Regions from separate parts of the Callithrix jacchus genome. Here region 1 is linked to region 2. A link is a contact called in public Hi-C data. All regions are on one chromosome and are shown on one strand. Each heading gives the region's core, a stretch centred on a gene start, on an enhancer-like site or on the middle of the called end of the contact. The rest is flanking DNA. Distances are from core to core; before and after follow the strand shown. Region 1 overlaps OSBPL6 (oxysterol binding protein like 6). Region 2 holds the start of OSBPL6 (oxysterol binding protein like 6).

What was found. A called contact is a pair of places that touch in the nucleus more often than the background predicts.
Region 1: a contact with region 2 is called in a Hi-C map of skeletal muscle, with 4 times the contacts expected there. The contact joins the enhancer-like site here to the promoter of OSBPL6 in region 2. A contact is called at or near these places in 2 of 3 Hi-C or Micro-C datasets (both in skeletal muscle).

Annotation. Positions count from the first base shown.
Region 1 is chr6:49,484,976-49,488,826 of calJac240_pri, reverse strand. All of the region lies in intron 4 of OSBPL6 (oxysterol binding protein like 6), which reads right to left. Among named protein-coding and RNA genes, the nearest start is that of OSBPL6, 110 kb to the right of the region's middle. Within about 2 kb of position 2,001, at least 1 of the 16 cell types and tissues checked has an H3K27ac peak or open chromatin away from gene starts, as enhancers often do. A contact at or near this core is called in skeletal muscle, where this site is marked.
Region 2 is chr6:49,378,912-49,383,164 of calJac240_pri, reverse strand. OSBPL6 (oxysterol binding protein like 6) reads right to left here and starts at 2,729. Exons shown (of 25, transcript XM_078327250.1): 1 at 2,598-2,729.

The DNA.
Region 1 (3,851 bases), core at 752-3,251, 110 kb before region 2:
ATGTCCATAGCAGCATGTAGCCAAAATGTGGAAGCAATCCAAGTCTTCATCAATAAATGAATGTATCTAAAAAAAGGGTTATATCCACACAATAGAATATTATTCAGCCTTAAAACGGAAGGAAATTCTGGCACATATAATGACATAGATGGATTCTGAAGACATCATTTTAAAGTGAAATAAGCCAGGCACAAAAGAACAAAAAACAATACTATCTGATTTCACTTACATGAGGTGTGCAGAGTAGTCCAATGTATAAAGACAGAAGGTAGAATGGTGGTTATCAGGTCCGTGAGGAGGAGGAAATGGGGAGAGTACATGTTTAGCGGTTACATAGTTTAACTTCGCAAGATGAAAAGGTTCTGGAGATGCATGGTGGTGATGGATACCAAAAAATGTGAATGCACTTTATGACACAGAAGTGGATACTTTAAAGTGATTAAAATGATAAATTTTATGCTGTATATATTTTACTACGATAAAAAGCTCCTGAATCACTGGTTAGAATGACTTCTACAAAAAGCAAATATTAATTTTACACTATTTTGTGGTCAAGTTTCATCTTCTTTATAAAATCTTTCCTAACCTAATAGAATTGTCACTACAATCTATTACTTCTATACACAAACATACATATATTTTTGAACATATACTGCACTGTATTTATTTGACTTGATTATGTAAGATCTATGAGGCTGGGGACTATGTCACTTTTCTCATTATAGTCCAATGTCATGTGCCACAAAAGCCATTCAGATTGTTTACTGAGCTTATCATTTTAGTTAAGATTTAAATCTTTCATTATATCAACTAAGTAGCATTGACTATGCTAGCAGACTGTAGATATCTACCCTCATATTAGTTCTTTTTCTTTTCTAATTTTTTTTTGAGATGGGAGTCTTATTATGCTGCCCAGGCTTGTCTTGAAACTCCTGGGCTCAAGCAATCCTCCCACAGCCTCCCAAAGTGCTAGGATTACAGGTGTGAGCCACTGTACTGAGTCTAGTTCTTTTACTATATTTGCCTAAAGATAACCCAAAATCATCCATATGATTTGAGGACTAGAGTTTCCTATCTGTTCAATAGTGACCTGGAGAGAAAGACGGTACAAGGTTCAACATTCCCAAGATAAAATCTCTCATTTGTCCTAAGAAGAGGCCTGCTTGACAGCTAATGGTGCTATAGGGGCCTGAGAGACATTAGGAATAGGAAATAGATGCAGTAGCATTAATTCTTTCAAAACACCACCGATGGGTTAGCCTGACCACACAGAATTATGGCACCTGGCACCTAATTTACTAGATACCATCTACTAATTACATCTCATGGTCAGGAATCTTAAGCAGAATTTTGAAAAACTGTCATCTTCCAGAATAGCAGTATTTATGCAGGCCATTACCCACATCAGGATGTCAAAAATTCTACTTGTGTTGGGCATTCAAGCATGAGTGTTGGTTTCAATTATTGCTCATTCACTGTTACATGAGGGAAGGAACAGCTGACATGACCGAGAATCCCCTGCCAGTTCCCAGGTTCTGCAGGCTTGCAAATTCATTTAATTGGAGTGTGGCAACCTTGGCACATATCTAGTGGTGAGCTGAAGCTGGTGTGTACCAGCTTAGGAGCTATGTGCTTCAAAGCAGTTCAGGGCTTCAAAGACAGTCCCCTCGGACGCTGAAATCGATCATGGTGGGGGTATCTATGTCACGCAACTGCTTCAAATCTGGGCTGTTTTTTAAATTTTTTTTAAGAGGATTATTAAACATTTGCCAATACACCACTGTCTGTGGTGGTTTTCATCATAGTGATTTTCATTTTTATTTTTACACTAAAAAATCCCATGGACTGCCTGAGTTTGGAGCCAATCCTATCTCTGCCATTTCCGAGCTATGAAACCTCAGGCAATTTACTGAAGTCTCTCTGTGCTTCAGTTTCCTCATCTATAAACAGGGATAGTAATAACGCTACTTCACAGACCCCAAGCTTGGGAAACATCAGTGCTAATCATCTACTACATAGGTTCTCAAGGGTGGCAATGGGATCAACATGTCACTTGGGGACTTCCTGGAAATGCAAATTCTTGAGCTCATCTATACTTGTGAATCAAAACCTCTGAGGGTGGTGCCCAGCAATCTGTGCTTTAATAAGCCTGCCAGCAGGCATCAGATGTGCCAAGTTGCCAATTGGGCCCTACTCTTCACTGGCCTAACACCAACAAAACCAGGGAATAGTAACAGTATCAGACACAGAAGCACCACCAAGTCATAGACCTAAAGCTCAAAAATAAAGGAATTCCTAAGATTTTTCCTTTGAAATTAAAAAAGTTTTGAAACAAGAATTTTAGGGTAAAGCATTTAGCATCTAACCTTTATGTATTCCTAATTGATTTTTATACTGCAAATTAGTTTTAACAACTTTAGACAGCTTACAAAAAATGACTTTCTTATAAACACAGTACCTCCATTAATTTTTATTATAATTAATTTTTCAATAATTTTTTATAATTGTTTTATTATAATTGTTTATTATATAAACACAGTACCTTCCCATAAAGAAAATAAATCAAAAAGCTCTATCATGAGCCCACAGTCTGTTGTCTACTAATCCTTGCAATTGCAAAGTATCTTAGATTTCAGATTCAGTAATCCAGAGAGAGGACCCAGCCACTGTCTTTGACTAGATGGAGAATGGAGGGTAGGCAGTGCTTTGCAAAGGTTTTATGCAAAGGGTCAGACAGAAAATATTTCAGGAATTGTGAACCATACAATATCTGCTGTGGCTATTCAAACTGCTGTTGTATTAGAAAAGCAGCCTTAGACAATATGCAAATGAATAAGCCTGGTTATGTTTATTTGTAATTATAACAGGCTGCAAATTTGGCCTGTGGGCTATAGTGCTGAACCTTGGATTAACCCCTAGACTATGAAACATCAGGATGCATTCTTAGAACCAGATGTTGGCAAGTACTTTCAAAGACTGTAGATTACTAAATAGCTTCCCATGGCAGGCAGGTCTGTTAATCTGCACCATTTATGAATAGTAAACCATTTCCGAAGGACATTCTGAATTTAATTGCTTCTTGTCAACTCCAAATTTTCCTATCTCCCCTAACATGCAAAAGAAGACACTTTATGCTTGCAAATATACAAATTGAAAAATGCTAATAAGATAAAAGTCAGAGGAACTTGTTTTCATCAAAGTAAAGTTTTATTTATAATGTTAATTTTATTAAAAACCCCATGAGGAAAAGAATTGCTAAGTTCCACCTTAAGAACAAACCCCTCAGTAGTCCCAGAATATTTTAGGAAAATGCATAAACTAAAAGAAAAAAGACCCTGAAAATTGGTAACAGAGTAGATTTTAAGTGTTCTCACCATGAAAGAAAAAAAAAACCTGCTGGGTACAGTGGCTCATGCCTGTAATCCCAGCACTTTGGGAGGCTAAGGCAGGCAGATCTCCTGAGATCAGGAGTTCAAGACCAGCCTGGCCAACATGGTGAAACCCTGTCTCTACAAAAATGCATGATAGCAGGTGCCTGTAATCCCAGCTCCTCAGGAAGCTGAGGCAAAAGAATCACTTGAACCCAGGAGGCAGAGGTTGCAGTGAGCCAAGATCACACCATTGCACTCCAGCCTGGGTGACAGAGTGACTCCGTCTCAAAAATAAACAAACAAAAACACAACCAAAAGCCAAGGGTAAGGTAGTACACATGTTAATTACCCCAATTCAGCCATGCCCTCATGTCTATATGTTTGAAAACATGTTGTCCATGATAAAAATATATAATTCTAACTTGTTAGAGAAAAATCTAGAGATGTTAAAAAAAAATAGTTGTGGTGGCCAAAACTAAT
Region 2 (4,253 bases), core at 1,480-3,979:
ACACACTCAAAACAGCAAGTGCATGTTTGTATTTAATTGTTTCCCTGGCTTATATAAACTAGTACAACCATTCTGGAATATAATTTGGCAATACCTAATAAGTTGAATATTCACATACCCTATAAACCACCAATTTTATTCCTTGGTATTAACCCAAGAGAAACACTTGCATGTGTGCCCAGAAAACATGAATAATCAGAGCAACACTGCAACATTTCAAAAAATGAAAAAAACAAAACAAAAACAAAAACAAAATAATAATGGTCACTGAGAGGAGAAGCAGCATACTGCATTATAAGACACACCGTGGAATATTGTACTGCAGTGAAAGTCAGGGAGCGACAACTACATACAGTATGAATGAATCTAGAGATATCATATTGAGTGAGGAAAAAAAAGTTCCAGAAGTCAATGGATAGTATGACTTTAAAATTAAAAAAAAAAAAACTTTTTAAAAAGTGTCATAATTATGACCTAATCTTTTCAGCAAAACAACAAAATTATTCTTTTGAGAATGCATGCCTTATCGTTCAAAGTTACATTATCTTCTCCCTAGTCCAACAGTTTTATGAGTAAAGTCACAAGAAACTTTTATATCCTTATGCAGTTTACCTAATTAGATATCTGTGGTGGTACTAAGACCTCCAACCACAAAGATTTCATCTTAGAAGGGCTTTATTTTTCTTCTTGAAGTAAAGTTAACTTAAGGTTAGAGCAATCTAGGAATAAGAAAACTTACATATGTGATCCTATAAAAGTACAGCAGGACTACCTCATATTAAAGCCAAGATTCATCTGACAAGTCATAGTAATCTGAAACTGAGGTATCCCCAAAGATAATCCATCCACTGAATGTATAATGGGGTCATCAACATTATATCTGAAGATATGAGCAAAAGCAGGATTTTTCAGCTTTCTAAAAACCTGAAATTTTAATTTCAAAATTTTTCATTCTTACCTTAAGAAAATTATTTTTTAGGAAAAAATACATTAAATCCAATTGCAAAAGAATAATAAGAAAAAAATCCGCCAATCAGGGCCTTTCCCAATAAGGGTTATGCATATTCTCTGTAGCTGATTATAGCTGAATTGCACTGCAGCTTCCCTTCGACCTTGGGAACCCTGCTCACTCTCAGAGTTACTGCGAGGACTTCTGTTTCATTTATTATTAGTCTTTGTATCTGCAATGCTGTAACATGCGATAGAAGTATCAACATTGTGAGCTCGCAGTACCCAAAACTATAGAAATGTTTCCAAAAAACATAAAGCTGGGGGGAGGGGGGCAGGGGAAAGATGAAAGAAGGAAAAGAAACAGAAACAAAACAAGAGGAAAACAAAGTTAATGGTAGCCAGATGGGAAATTTCTTATTTTTACTTTGTGAATACTTCATTTCCTAATCAGCATAGTGATATATAACCATTAGCATGCAATTTTTAAATTTAAGATGTCCAAGACAAATTATTTATGAAAAAAAAATCACAACTGAATATAATACAATTGGCTAAACTTAGTCCAGCAATTTATAAATGAAAGTTCCTATAGAAAACAAACCTTACAGGATTTTGTGTCCAGAAGAGAGAAATAATCAGGCAACCCACTGGGTTCACTTAGTTTCGTGTCATTTGCTTTATGTCCATTATGTAATGCTTCCCCCAGCTTTAGGTCTCTATGTTTAAGCAACCATTCAGGTATATCACAGAATTGTCACAAAATCAGTATCTGGTTATAACTTTCAAAAACAGCTTAAAAGGTGCCTTGCAGACGTGTCATATGCAGCAGAAGCTTTGGGGAGAAAATCTGCTGGTGTCATTACTTCTCCAAGCTTCCTCCCCAGGTCTCCCATTCCCTCCTCCCCCAGCATCCCCGGCTACACGATCTGCGGGCAGCTCGATGCAGGGGAAGCTTGTCTTGACTGCAATGCAAACCCTGTCCGGGTCTGAACCAGGGAAGGCAGACTCGGCCCTGGCCGGGAGTGTCGACGAAGGCTGCAGGGAGGGCTGCAGGGGCGCCAGCAGCGGGTGGGCAGGGGTGCCCCGCGAGGGCAGTCCGCAGTGCACGCGCACAATAAAACCCAATGCACAACTTCCCCAGCCGTTCCTCTCCGCTTCCCGGATTCCCTGAAAGGTGCGGCGTAGGCGTTAGCTCGCGCGGGCGCAGGCGCTCTCACCCGCGCCGGTTAGGTTTTCCGCTGACAATTACATCAGTCCTTCTCCCGGCCCCTGCTTCAATCCCCAGGCAGCCTGCGGGGCGCAGGGGCGCCGGCCCGCGCGAGAGACTGCGGGCGCTAGTGCCAGGCAGCCGGAATTCCCGGCGAGGGAGAGGGAGGGCGGCAAACCGGGACCGCGACACAGACGCCCCCTCCCATCCCGGCCGCGGGAATGGGCTGACACAGCCGCCCCCGACTTCCCTGTAGCCCGGCTATCCCGCTGGGGACGCCTCCAGGGGGACGGCCATGCCCTGGTGGCCCGGGGCTGCGGGTGCCCACCCGCGCGTCCCTCAGGGTCCTCGGCCCGCCGGAGGCGCACAATGCCCCGGGCCGCGATGCGGGCACCGTGGCTCCCGCCCCAGGCATCCCCTTTGCAGCTAGGACACCTACCTGGAGCGCGAGCGGCGGCGCCGCGGGTTTTGCGGCGGCTGCGCGGCTGCGGCGGGAGGCGGGAGGCAGCCCCGGCAGGCGGACGGGCGCGCGGGCTGGCGGAGGAGAGGAGGCACGGTCTCCAGCACCAACAGCGGCGGCAGCGACCGTGCTGCGCCTCCAGTGGTCCGCCGCGCCGCAGCCCCTCCTCTCCCACGGGCGGGGCGCGCTAGCGGGGCGGTGCTCCGGGCTCCCCGCCCCCGGCTCCCGCCCGTCCGCCCGGCTGGAGTGGAGCCGCCCGCGGCCGGGGCTCCCGTTGCGCACCCACCCTACCAGGCGTCCCTCCCTGCTCCACCGGACGGGCCGGGGACACGGCGCACTGCGCCCCGGTCACGCGGGGTCCCACAGCCGGGGCTCTCCCCGGCCTCCGTGGGAACCCCTGGTGTCCCGAGATCACCCGCCGTGGAAACCCCAGGCTGCCATCCGCGGGCCTGCGCGCTGTAGCGAAGCCCTAGCCCGCGCAGTACGGCGGAGGTGGGCCGGCAGCGCTCGGCAGGGGTATCCCCGAACAGCTCCAGCGCTCGATCCCGGGAGCGCCGCGGCCGGGAGCATTGCGGGAGACCTGATTCCGAAAGGAACGGCTGCCTGACGGCCTCCGCTCGGAGCTGCCAAGCCCGTGTCCCTGGGCGCCCTTCTTAAGGCCGTCGTTTCATACACACGCGCGACTGTGCGGTCCTGCTCTCCACCCTGACTCACTTGGGAGCAAAAACTTCCCGGGCCCAGAGAAATACTTCGATTCTGTGAAAGGAAGAGCCGGTTCCTTCAAGCCCCTGGCAACGCCCATCAAAATCATTCAGTCCCACCTCACTACAACCCTTACCCTCAAACCCTTCCACACTCCAAGCCACTCCCGGCCTGCGTCCCGAGAGCGGATTAATCTAAAGGCAATTTTGCTGGGAGAGACAGGGTAATTTAAATATTTGTACAGATATTCTGTAACGAGTGGCTGAAGACACGTCAATATTTCAAGACATTTGTGTCATCATCTGGGGGTAGGAGGTGGTGGGGCGTCCAGAGGACATTGACCAGACCTAACAGGAGCCATTACAGAACATGCTGGGGTGCCTGCAAAAACCGAAGATATTGCTTACTAATGAGGCAACTGTGATGGCATCTCATTGTTCCCTGTGCTGACAAAATAATTTCCTATGAAACATAGTCGACTATGCACTCCTTTCCACATGCAGTTTCTTTGGAATCTCCAATCGCACCTTTGGATTAGCGTTTTCCACCTAGACTGCAATGTTCTCATGTCCTCTGGCCACAAACTAAAAGATGCGGGACCCTGTGACAACGGCAGCTACTCGTTCATTCCTTTGCTGTGAAGACAGGATTCTCAAGGGAGCAGCTGGGATGCTGACCTCTGCTTGATCGCAGCCACCTTTCTACTCCTCCTTCTGAGTTCCATTAACAGAAACTCTACTGAAATGGCTTTCTCCCTGAAAAGAAAAAAGCTCAACCCGTATATTTAAAAAGAAACAAAAGTGTGAACCAAAATGAGACACTACACATAGCACACAGAATCTTTACCTAAAGAAGTTCTCTAGGTCAGGTGTGATGGTTCATGCCTGCAATCTCAGCACTTTGGGAGGCCAAGGCGGGCGGATCACTTGGGGT